2 separate regions of the Gossypium arboreum genome follow, and region 1 is linked to region 2. A link is a contact called in public Hi-C data. All regions are on one chromosome and are shown on one strand. The core of a region is the stretch at or near the end of the contact, and the rest is flanking DNA. Distances in the headings are between cores, read along the strand shown. Region 1 holds the start of LOC128290399 (a long non-coding RNA gene). Region 2 holds the start of LOC108476569 (protein DETOXIFICATION 40-like).

Region 1 (6,014 bases), core at 3,148-5,647, 120 kb after region 2:
GAAGGGGGAGAATTAAAAGGGCAATTTCTCCAAAATATAAAAGAGAAAAGAAATGGTACATTGCTTCAAATGCAATAGATGTAGGAATGTGCTAAATTGCCTTTTAAATTCAAGTATTTCAAGTGTGTCTTCATGCCACAATTACAAGTCCTTATATACACCTTTCAAAGAGCCAATTTCACATGATTTTCTCCTAGAATCATGCTTCACAACCAACCAAAAAATCAAATTTTTTTTCTAAATATAGGGTTCTGTCAAAGTAAAAAAATTTAATATTTTTTATCAACCAAAAAATAATTCCACAAATTTCAATTCAACTCCTCATTTTGCTTTTTGTTCCATTTTAGCCTGATTTTGCTTGTTTTTGAACTTCGACACTCTAATTGTATTCCTGGCATATTACAAGCTTAGTAGCATTCTATTAAAAAATTGACCAAAAATAGGTACATTAAACACACAAAATTAGCTTGCTATCAATTATTTTTATTTATAAAATTCTTGTGAGTCGAAAACGGATATAGATCATAAATGTAATTTTTCCAAAAAATAGTTCATGACGAGGAGAATATGGAACAGTGGCAGTCGAAGACACAAAGAATGCATTGTGATGAAAAACTATGTAATTTTTGTTTTTCATTTTTTCCTAAAAATAAAACCATGAAAACATTGGCTGACAATTTTATTTTATTACTTATCTCTTTATATATCTATTTAATAATTATTTATGATATAATTGTGATATATATATATATATATGTATGAGATTATCTACAGTTGATCTATCAAATAAGAAGTGTGACAATGAGAAAATACATGTGTTGTATTGTTTTATTCACTCCTTATAATGCACTTTCAAGTGCTCACATAATGCTCAATGAGCCATATCATAAATCTCATATAGTGTGCATCAAATCAGTAAACCTCATTATAATCAGTCATAATTATTTAGCATTTACATAAACATCTCAATATGCATGTCTCAATATGCATGACCTACCATATCACATCTTATAAGCATAAATTTCATAAAGATAATAGAACGAATAGGGAAAGTTTCACTCAAAACTTAGGATAGATGCTTAGGCTGACCTAAGCTCCCATTTAACCTAAGTATTCTTACCTGGAAGTAACAAATTTGACCACTCACTGAATAACTTTCGTGCAATCGTTGGAGGCTAAGTAAGCTTTTCTTTGCCCTTCGATTTGCTTATAGAGGCTCTCGGTTGATCTGAAACTTTGCACTTGTGTTAAAAACATTACAAACACATCATTTACAACTGTAAACACAATCAAATAGTTGCAAAAACGCAGATCTCAACTCCTCTTTCTCACCACCAAAAACTAACTAGTTTTAATGAAATAAGTGTTTTCAACATCTAATTTTTATCCTAATCCTTAAACATGTTTCTAGACATCATAAATATCATGTTATTACAGATCTAAGACATGAAATTCATCTTATTTACCGAATATAACTTTTCAAAAAATTTGAGCTTACAAGAACATTAAAAAGGGAAAAACGTTCAATTCGTAAAAATTCTTTAATGATCTATATAATTGAGTTTATGAACCTTCTAATCGTTCAAAATAAGTCAAAAATCAATTTAAAACAACAAGTTAACTCAATATTCCGTATTTCACCATTCTTATGCCAAATTTCGGTGTCAAAGCTTTAGATTTAATAAAATTCATAATTGTTGATCAAATATCGAATTATAAGAACAAGCTTAGTTTTAACAATAAGAATCAAAATATTACCTTAATTTGAAAAGAACGACGAATTGTAGATCTAATTCGATGAAAAACTTTTGAAGAACAATGAGGAAATTTATGAAGAAAAAAAAGAATTTTCTTTACAATTGAAGGAAGAATTGGTGTTTGGAAGGTTAGAAAATTAGTAGGGATGAGTTAATTTTGAGAGAAAATGCTCTGATTTATAGTTTAGAAAATTTTCAACTGAAGAGATGAAAAGAGAGGGAAACATGAATGAGGGTTTAAATAGCCAAAGGGAAGAAACATATTTTTTAATTTTGGAAAATTTTCCATTTAAAAACTTTCTATTTTCTTCCTTTTCCAATTAAGTCTTTATTTCAAATTAAAACCCATTTCCTTAATTATTTTCAAATATGGTTTCTTTTTTAAAATTCGTTTTAAGAAATTTAATAACCAAACACTTAATTCTAATTTCCCAACCTAAATTTTTGGACCTGAATATTATTTTAATATTTTATCAAATTTTATTAATCACTTTCAATCCAATTTTGGTATCCGGAATGGATACTCGGTCCACTAAACCGATTCTACTAAAACAATTTTTGGGATGTGACAATAATTTCCTCTAAAATAGTATATATTTCTCTTGGAAAATCCTTTGGGTAAATTTGATAAAAATCCCTTAATCCACTCTTCATTCAACCAAGGTGATAAGGATAAGAACTCAACCATTATTCAATAGACTCATGGCCTCATCAATAGGATTTGTTAAAGCATTTGAGAGTCCTAGTCAAACGCCAACTGTTGTTTTGTCAAACATCTCATAACTTTGTAGGCCATAATCATCAAAAAGGCTGAACACCTTTCTATGGCCCAAGTAGAAATTTGTTCTTATTCTAACAAAACATGGAACATGCAATGTCGAAAACTCCAACAATATATGAGTTGAATTAATTTTTAAATATGATTTAGGATGAATATATGGTGACAAGCCCAAAACAAAATTTTGAGAAAATGAAGAAAAAGGAAATTATTTTGTGTGGCAAATCCATAGTTGATTGCTGGAAATAAGTGTGATAATGTGAAAATGCATGTCTAAGAATAGTTTTGGCTAGGAAAGACTTGGTACTTCAGAGTGTCATGTACACCACCTCTCTTTCTTGGGAACCTACCTAGTGCTTTATTCATCAACTACATTTACTATTCCAGTATCCAATTGTGATGACAAACTGCACCACTATATAACTTTGTGCAGAAATCAAGAATGGAAAAATTATAATTTTATTAAACCAAATGTCAATTTGATCGAAGCAAATGATATAATTTTCTTGGTAATTCTTAAGTCAATATCATGACTAATCTAAAAGAGTAGGTGATAGATAGTGGTGCCACTCGATACATTCATGATAATTAAAATGCCTTTATGTTCGACTCTAAAGTGGAAGAATGAGAAGAGGTTGTTCTATCTTAGAAACTTTGGAAACTGCATATGTGCTTGGAAAATGCTAGGTTATGTTCAAACCTCCGTCTAGAAATACCTTATACTAAGTGAGATGTTTCATATTCCTAAATTTCAAATCTATTTGGTTTCTACCATATTATTAGGAAAAGTTAAAGTAAAAGTTTCCTTCAAATGAGATAAGATTATAATGATTAAAAATATACTTTCATAAGAAAAAGTTTTTCTAACCATATATTTTTTGTTGTTTGATTTAAAAATTATTAATGGCAATGCTAGTCTATGTGCTTGCCTGATTGAAATATCATGATCTATGTGGTATGTTAATAATGGATTTGTGAATGCATGTCGTCGTGTAACTGAAAAAAATTAGAGCATTAAAATACTTACTAAAATGTGTGATTAATTTATAAGTTTACTATATATAAATTTATAAATATATTATTTATGGGGACTAAAAGATTAATTTTCCATTTTTGCTTATTGCCCCTAAGCCTTGCGGGAATTGTGTGGGTGAAGCCTACGTGTAAATTATGTATGAATCCACGTGCTTGTAATCATACAACATTTGACGAAATCATGTTTTCTGTAAGTGATGGTCAATTTGGTGAGGTCTTTCAATCGCAATGGAGAGATACAATAATAATATATAGGATTTTGTCCTAGTTGAGATAACCAGTCGAAATAAGTAAATTCGATCAAGATAAGGTGATTCGGCTAGTATTGATTTTTGGCGTTAATAAGAAGCAGAAAATGTAATTGGTTCGTGGAGATGGTCAAGGGTGGGCCTTGACCCAGCCTGCATGTTTTGGATGGGCTTCCAACAACCTGCCTATCGGCGGTCAGGCGGATAGGTTCCAGTAGTGTTGGTTGTCCAATTTTCCCAACAACGAAGCGGCCCATTTCACAACCTCTCAAATTGTCTTGATTCCCCCAAATCCTTCCTTCTCTGCTGAATGGGAAAGGCAACCTGCTTTGCTTGTTTCTTAAGTTGAATTGCGAAGCTTCTTTTGATCCCATGTCTGTCTGGGTTTTAATGGTAGTGACCAATGTGGTGGTTTAATTAATTGATGTGGGAGTCTAATCGTTCCTGCATGCATTATCTGTTGAAGTTGACCAATGCAAGTTATTTTTGAATCTGATCGTCAAAAACTTGATGACCCACCCCATCTTAATCAATCATTCGGCTGATTGCTGGAGTACCCCAGTAATTGAACTGGATAATCGCTATCTTTCTCCTTTGTTGTTACAGATATAAATTGGGTAACTTGGCTTCTTCACCACATTACTTGTCTTCCTTGCTTTTACTGTGATGGTCTCGGGCTTAGTCTTTCCTTTCCTTAATCAGGTTTAGTGCTACCAGTTAATAAGTTAATTTAAGTTCAATACAAGTAAAAAAAATGAAAGAAAGAAGGTTGAAGTAGACGAAGCCTCACATGGATGTGAGCCGAGTCAAATAGAAACCCATATACACGTTTGGAGGTTAGCCAGCTTTAGGTGGCATCTATCTGTCTCCCATTATAATAAACACCGAAAAAAAAGTGGGAAAGGGGGCATTTCCACATGCACAAACAACAAAGGAAAACACTCCTACGTTTCTTCTCATAACCTAACCCATGTGATTGATACCCTTTAATATAACTGTGTTGACGCCTCCACCTCGCCTTCGCCTTGCCCCCTTCTCAATTTACTAACTTTCAGCCCACCCTTTTCTGTTCTATATACACTAATCTTTAATTAAAATTTTATATATAATGAAGTTCAAAATTGGTGCCCTAAACATGAAAGATATCTCACATTCACCCAAACCACCCCCACCATCTCTCTTTTTTTTTTTTTTGCCATTGCATGTTCTAAGCAAAAGTTGACTAATCTTAACTAATTGTATTTCATATTTATCAATCAAAAACTCCAATTCAATTGCTTTTAGACATCACTTGTTTACTTAGCTACTATATTAGCTTAAATAATTTATTTTGAAGCTTTCCAATGAAACCCCGAGTAAAGTCGTGATATTCATTGGTTGGAAAGGTATTTATAATATCTATGAATGTGGATTTAGTTGATATGATTTTCCGGGGGAGTTGGTTAGGTCGATGGGAAAATCAAAGCTTTCGGTTCCAAGTTTTTTTCTGAGAAAAGAAAATAAGTTGATGCTGATGATGATATAAGATACAAGTTAATTGCAGGTAGATTGAAATAAAAATCAAACATTATGTAATCAGTTTGTTTCGAATGAAATAAAATATTTGTTGTAAATCAATAGCACATATGCTGTTTAGAAACCAACAAGTATGTGGAAACAGTGCATCCAAATGTTGTATAAAGAAGTGGGGTCACGTTGAAGCAAGTTTGTAGGCCTTTAAACTGAGTTAATAAATTAATTAGAGAGAGGGTTTAATTAAGCTGCTACCTGCCTAATTTATAACGCAAAATTGGGTCACCAGTAAAGTAGGGCAATTGATTACGCTATCAAACACAAAGTTCATTTGTCGTGGAGCCAAGACCTAACTACTTTCAACTGTTGATGAAGAATCTGTATCTAATAATTCGAGTAGTAAATTTCCAAATAAAAAAGGTTCGATTTTCATTTTATTACTTTTATTTTTAGGTATATTAATAAAACTACCCTGATCATTTACAATTTTGATAATTTATTTTTTAATTTTTAATTTTGAATCAGATTAATTTTTTTCTAATGAAATATAATAGTGCTGATGTGGCTGTGAAATTTTATTTAATTTAATTTTGACAATAAGTAATTATGCATTAGTTTTTTTTGGTGAAAAAGATAAATACAACCAATTAAGCTAAACTACTTTAAAAATTGAAGAAAAAGTTC
Region 2 (6,690 bases), core at 2,622-5,121:
TCAGTGTGCAATTTCAATATATATGACTTCGTACTATTTGTGCAAATAAGAAATTTATCCTGTTGCAGGAATTCTTCTTTATATTGACATAGAAATGGCAGTCACTTTCAGTAAAGTGTACATACAGGCGATGAATATAGTATTGGAATGATGCTTCAGCATTTTGAATGAGAATACTCAATCAAGGGAAGGCGAATTCATGGTTGAGGGTCTTGGGTTGGAAAATTTTTGGACTAGGCCAGGGAGGAGAGGGGGCGGGGGGTTTGCAAGATCTCAAATCAAGTGTCTACTTCAAAAGAGGCTCCTCCTTCTTAACCTGCCAGGCATCCATTCTCTTTCTAGCTTCTTCAACCTGCCGTTTAATCCAAGTAAGAAAGGGGAATAAATAGAGGCAGTGAAATGTCAGAAATTTACATGAAGTAGAATTATGCTTGTTTTAATTGAAAAATATTTAAATGATTTGACCTCCTTCTTCCAGTCAGTTCGAAATGTGACCCAAATCAAGACCAGGGTTTGCATGACTGTGCCACCAATCATCCCTGACCATATTCCCTGAAACCAAACCATTTATTTTAACTCGAACAACATATTAATACAATTTAATACTCGACCAAAAATATAAGATTTAATAAATTTGAAGTACAAATCATTTAAAACATATGGTCAAATACAAGCTTTTGTCTTTATACTATTCAGCTTAAAAAAAAATTCTCTTTAATTTGCAATAATTGATTTATTTATTTTATTAATGCCATGTTTTAATTTAATTTATTAATACTATTCAAATTAAAATATAAAAACTAAATATCAAGTTATATATAGCACAGCAAGTAACAAACAAAATTTGAGGGGAAAAAGAAAATAGAAGTGAGTACCTTGGCACCCAGATTGAAGTAAAAGCCAAGAAGAGAACCCAAGGGAACCCCGACAAAGTAATAGCAGCCCACGTTGACATATGCAACAAAAGTTTGCCATCCACACCCAACTGCCACCCCTTTTATATATATACATATACATATACATATCAAAACAAAGATGAAACTGATGATCCAATTGAATTTTTCTTGAAGAGAATTAAATGTTATTACCGGACAAAACAGGCTGAACTCCGTTGAGGATAAGGGTTAATGCTAGAAGCGGACAGAGATCTGAAACAGCCTCCGCCACCACTTCACCCTCTGTGAAGGCGTAGCTAATGACATCACGTAGAACCATTATTATTATTGCCGCCGCCACCGAGATTATGAATGAAAGTACCGTCACTATGACCACCGAGAACGCCGCCGATTTTGGATGTCCCGCTCCTAGCTCGTTCCCAACTCTTACACTGCTCCATTTCCATTCATTTCTTTTGTCAATTATAGTAGGCACTAATTCGCAGGAGAATATGTATATATCGAATTGGATGACTAACCTTGCTGCGGCATTGAACCCCACCGAAATCATAAACACCCATCCAGATATCGTCATGCTGAAAATAATGACCCATTGAAAATTTATTAATCTACCAAACCAATTTAATTAAATTTTTTAGGGTTAATATATACCCTCCCCAATTTATATTTATTTAATACTTAAATCTTTTGTTTTTAGAGCCAGTGAAGAACCTGGGAAGCAAGAAAAGAGAAGATGATTTGAAATGAAAGAACCCAGGCATTTGGCTTTAGAACTGATGCAGGGGAAATTGAGATGGACAGGTTCAGTTAGGGTTTTGTTTTATGTTCTTGGCTTTATAATGGTTGATTGAACCGCCCAAGCTAGCCAATGCATGTGAAATTGTTGGCAAGCTAAGGCGAATTTAAGGCTTTGTATCAGACTTTTACTCCGCATCAGGTGATTTCTTTCAAAAAGAAAAAAAATTTAATTGACATCTAAATTTAAAAATTATTAGCGAAGTTGATTTTTTTATTGGTCCAAATGTAAAATAAAAATAACAATCTTAAAATCCAAGAAAAATAATTAAAAATTTTCTAAAATACATGGAATTCATTTAACAAGCAACTTTTATATAATTTTCTTTTGAAATTATATAAAATATATAAAATTATCATTAAAAAACACTTAAACATATGGTTGTGCAAATTTAGACAATAATTTGTTCAAATTCATTAAGCACGTAAAATAAAAAAAATATTATTAGGACAGGAATTAATATTTTATTACCTGTTAATCTAAAATCTAATTTTGTTGTAGTGAAGATGATATATAATATTAGTCTGATATGGACATAATTAAGCAGTAGATATAGGACAAGAATCTAGTATTAGTCACTTATTACCTACAGTATATTTTCTTTTTGAAAGCAATATTGGATTGGATAGAAAAAAAAAAAAAGCAAAATCAAGGGCCGGAGTCAAATGAAAATAATAGGCGCAAATAAAAAAAAAACAAACGCACCCACACATTTCGAGAATAAAAAAGACAAAAGACAATGGAAAGTGAATTATTAGTTTCTGAATATACGAGTCTATTTCTATAGGACATTCAATATTTTAAATGATTTCTACTTACTTACCAAATGGAGAGTGAATCCAAAGCCAATTCTGGGTTCTCGAGCAACCCTGCAAGCAAAACCAGAATCTGAAAATACCAAGTTTCCAAGCACAACATCACCGCCGACGACGCCGATAACTTGAAGAATCCCGGCAGGCCAGTGAAGGCTTGACTGCTGAACCCATTCCATGTATATTTGCACTTGTCGCTTTTCACTATATACACAAATTGAGCAACCACCACAATCCACCACGACAAGCTCAACACCAAGGACGCACCCAACAAACCAAGCCCCATTTTGTACACCGCCACCCAACTCATCAGCAGATGTATGAATAATGTGGCTGTGGATATGTAAGCGCTAGGGGCCACTATGCTCTGAGCCTGCAGAAATTTCTGAATGGGGAAATTTAAGGCGTATGCGAAGATTTGTGGTATTAGACCATAGACGAAAATTGCAGCGGCGGAAGCAATATCAGGCGATTCACCTAGTAATAATAAGATTGGTTTAGAGAAGACATAGATGAGTGTGAGAAGAATCCCTGTGAAGGTGAGGAGAACTGCTGATCTTTGAAGATATATGCCTAGCATGTCGTATTTGTGTGCTCCAAAGGCTTGCCCGCAAAGCGTTTCCACTGCACTCCCCATTCCTAACTACATGATCCCGGAGTTTAGTTCAATTGCGACTAGTAACCTCATTTATACGTGCGTGTGATTTTATTGTGTTTTTAATTCTATCTATTACCATCAAGATGCAATCTTTGGGAATCTCTAATGTGAAAAAGAAAAGAAAATAGTTCATGTGATGTATGTACGTACCATGAGGCCATAAGCAAAGATTTGGATGCCAGTGTTTCCGAGGGAGGCGGCGGCGAGTTCAAGATTACCGAGATGACCGGAGAAGATTTGGGTGGACATAGACATGAGATAGTTGATCATATAAACAATGACAGCCGGCGCTGCCAAGTGGAAAAGGAGTTTCGATTCGATACATGTCGCTTTTCCCCAACGCTCCAACAAGGAAGAGTTACCGTCCGACAATACATCCTCAAGCTCCGAACTTGTTGATTCGGATTTCGTATCCGAAGTTTGTGATTGAAGCAGAGGTTCTCCGATGGCGTTTTCGTGGAGGGATTCCATTGTAGGCTGATCAGTTATGGCTGTCAGCCGAACAAAAGAGACTTTTTTTTTTTTGATGAAAGAACATAAGAGACTTTATGTATTTATGAGGAAACGCTGGCGGCTTAAATGACAATGAGAGCTGGATTTGGAAATTTATAAATATATTTCATAAATTAGAAAAAAAAAGGGTAACCAATTAATAGTTTAGGAAATAATTTTACATTTAAATGTTATTTTTATTGATATTTTTTAAAATGTAAATGATATCACGAGTATGGAAAATCGAACTTTTAATTGTGGCCTCGAACTCTAATTGGTAGCAAGTGCACGAAATCATTGAACTTTACAAATAAATGTTGGTTTTTCCTTTTTATTTTATTGATGAAGAAAAGACCAATTTGAAGATCTGCTTTTGGGCACTTGTATTATTAATTGCTTACGTCACTGTTTATGTATCTAGGATGTCGTTTTCTTATTCATTATTCTCTTTTCTATGGATTCTTTTTCAAAATTTAGTAGCCATAAACATCATATTAACATTTCGGATTTTTACAAAAATAAGATTAAAAAATAAAATTATACTTAAATAATACAACAAAAAAGTATGTATTAAAATGGTACATTTTAGGGTGGTGCCGCCTATGGCAGTGGCGTGACCACCCTGGATCTGATTTTTTCTGACTTTTTTTGTTAAAAAAAAAAGTAAAAAACAAAAATCTAAAAAAAAAAAAAAGGTTGTGGAGGGTGTGCCAGAGACAGCACCGGTCACGCCTTCCCATAAGCGACACCAGTGCTGCTACCGTGAAAGAAGAAAAAGAAGAAGAAAAGAAAAAAAAAAGAGGGCAAGGGGGAAAGGAAAGAAAGAAAGAAAAAAAGAAAGAAAAGCGAGGGAAGGAAAGAGACAAATAAGGAAAAAAATAAATAGGAATGAAAGTTTAGGATTTAAGGAAGACTAATTAAACCCTCGTTTAATTGCTGTAATTATTATTTCTTTTCCTTTTCTAGTTTTTACAAGAATAATTAAAGTGTTAAAAATGTAATTTTTTGTTATAAAATTTAATTTATTATTATTATCATTGATTTAATTGGAATTTAATTTTTATAAGGTATTATTTGGTTAAAAAGAGTTATTAAGGTATGTTTGTATTTATTTTAAATTTTATTGATTTATAATTTATTTTTAATGTTTATTGAAGTAAAAAACTTATTTATGTTATATACAAAGAATGTTTTATTTTTATGTAATTTATTTGTTATGTGTGTTTTAGATTGATTAGATATATTTTATGTAATTTAAATTATTTGGCATGTTATAATTATTTGTTGTAATTAATCATTACAAATTGGTTACTTATCTTGTACAATTAACTCGCAAAATATTACACTATACTAAATTATGAGTTAAAAATTATATCAACTTTTAAAATAACATAAAAAAATTATACCGACTTTTAAAATAACAATACATACAATTATACATTTAATATTTCTATTGAATAAACTAAGAGAAAAATAAAATAAATATTAGAAATTTATAAACTTAAATATTTACATATACAAATAGTATAGAGATATAAAAGAAGAGAGGGGAAGGAAAGAGAAAATAAATTTAAATATGACAAAATAAGGAAAAATAAGGAAAATAAATAAATAGAAAGGAAAGTTTAGGTTTAATATTACAAATTTATAAACTTAAATATTTACGATAATAATATTTCTATTTTTGTATATGTAAATATTTAAGTTTATAAATTTGTAATATTTCTATAATAATATTTCTTTATTATTTGTATATACAAATTAAATTATATAACAAAAAATTACCTTTTAAAAACTTTAATTATTATTCCCTAAATCCTAAACTTTCCTTTCTATTTATTTTTTTTCTTATTTTTCTCTTTTCTTCTCTCTCTCTTCTTTTTTTTTCTTTCTTTCTTTCCTTTTTCGCCGCCCTCTTCTTCTCCTCTTCTTCTTCTCTTCTTCTTCTTCTTCTTCTTTCATGGCAGTAGCACTGGTGCCGCCTATGGGGAAGGCGTGACCGGTGCCGCCTCTGGCACACCCTCCACCACCTTCTTTTTTCAAATTTTTGTTTTTTTTTCGTTTATTACTTTTTTTTAACAGAAAATGTCAAACCCAGGGTGGTCACGCCATTGCCATAGGCGGCACCATCCTGGGATGTACCATTTTGGTACATACTTTTTTAGTTGTATTATTTAAGTATTATTTTTTTATCTTATTTTTGTAAAAAACCCTCACATTTCTTTCTCTACATGTTCTTTTTTTTAAGTTAGTTCAATTGCATAAATCCAATCGTAAATATAAATATTTGTTACTTATTGTAAATTTTTTTTCACGTTTTCGAATAAAAGTGACTAATTCTTTCATTGTGATTATCTTCCAAAGAGGTAAATGATTGGCTAAAAAATATGCTCTATTCCTATTCCTATGGGTAAGGGTCTCTTGTAAAATAATTTAATAATCAATTAAGTCTTCAATTGAAAACAATACTTAACTAAACTCTTAATCGAATATAAGCAATCAATTAAATTATCAAAAAATTATTTTTGTATAAACTCCCAACATTTATTAAATTTTCCACTTGGCATGTCAAGGTTGTGCCACATAGCAAAATATGATAATTTCTATTAAAAATTCTTTAAAAATCATCAAAAATCTAAAATGCAGAATATAGTAATTTAGAATTTTAAAAATTTAAAAATGTAATAATATAAAATTATTTAAACAAAATATTAGAATTTTTAAAAATTATAAAAAACTTAAAATGGAAAAAATGGAAAAAAAACTACAAATATTATAAAATATTAAAATTAATTAAAATTTTAAAAAATATTAATTACAAAAAGTATAGAAATTATAAAACTGCAAAATAAAATGTTAAAAAAATGTGAAATCATGAAAAAAAATTAGTATATGTCGTTAACATGTCACATAAAGAATTTATACTCAAGAAAAAGAACCAGAATAATAAATTTGTTCTTAAAGTTGAATCAGGTAAAAAGTTGATTTTATAATTTGTTTTATTGAATATTTCCTTATTTAAAATTTAAAATTTAA

Evidence for each region. Hi-C and Micro-C count contacts between places; a contact is called where the count stands out from the background.
Region 1: a Hi-C map of leaf shows a contact between it and region 2, with 2.1 times the contacts expected there. The contact joins the enhancer-like site here to the promoter of LOC108476569 in region 2. A contact is called at or near these places in 2 of 5 Hi-C or Micro-C datasets (both in leaf).

Annotation. Positions count from the first base shown.
Region 1 is chr3:41,268,209-41,274,222 of ASM2569848v2, forward strand. It overlaps LOC128290399 (a long non-coding RNA gene), which reads right to left and starts at 1,204. Exons shown (of 2, transcript XR_008280218.1): 1 at 1,121-1,204. Within about 2 kb of position 4,398, at least 2 of the 2 cell types and tissues checked have an H3K27ac peak or open chromatin away from gene starts, as enhancers often do. A contact at or near this core is called in leaf, where this site is marked.
Region 2 is chr3:41,147,565-41,154,254 of ASM2569848v2, forward strand. It overlaps LOC108476569 (protein DETOXIFICATION 40-like), which reads right to left and starts at 3,872. Exons shown (of 7, transcript XM_017778808.2): 1 at 3,313-3,872; 2 at 2,516-3,147; 3 at 1,415-1,471; 4 at 1,089-1,327; 5 at 876-994; 6 at 466-552; 7 at 37-352. The coding sequence starts at 3,633. The coding sequence ends at 287.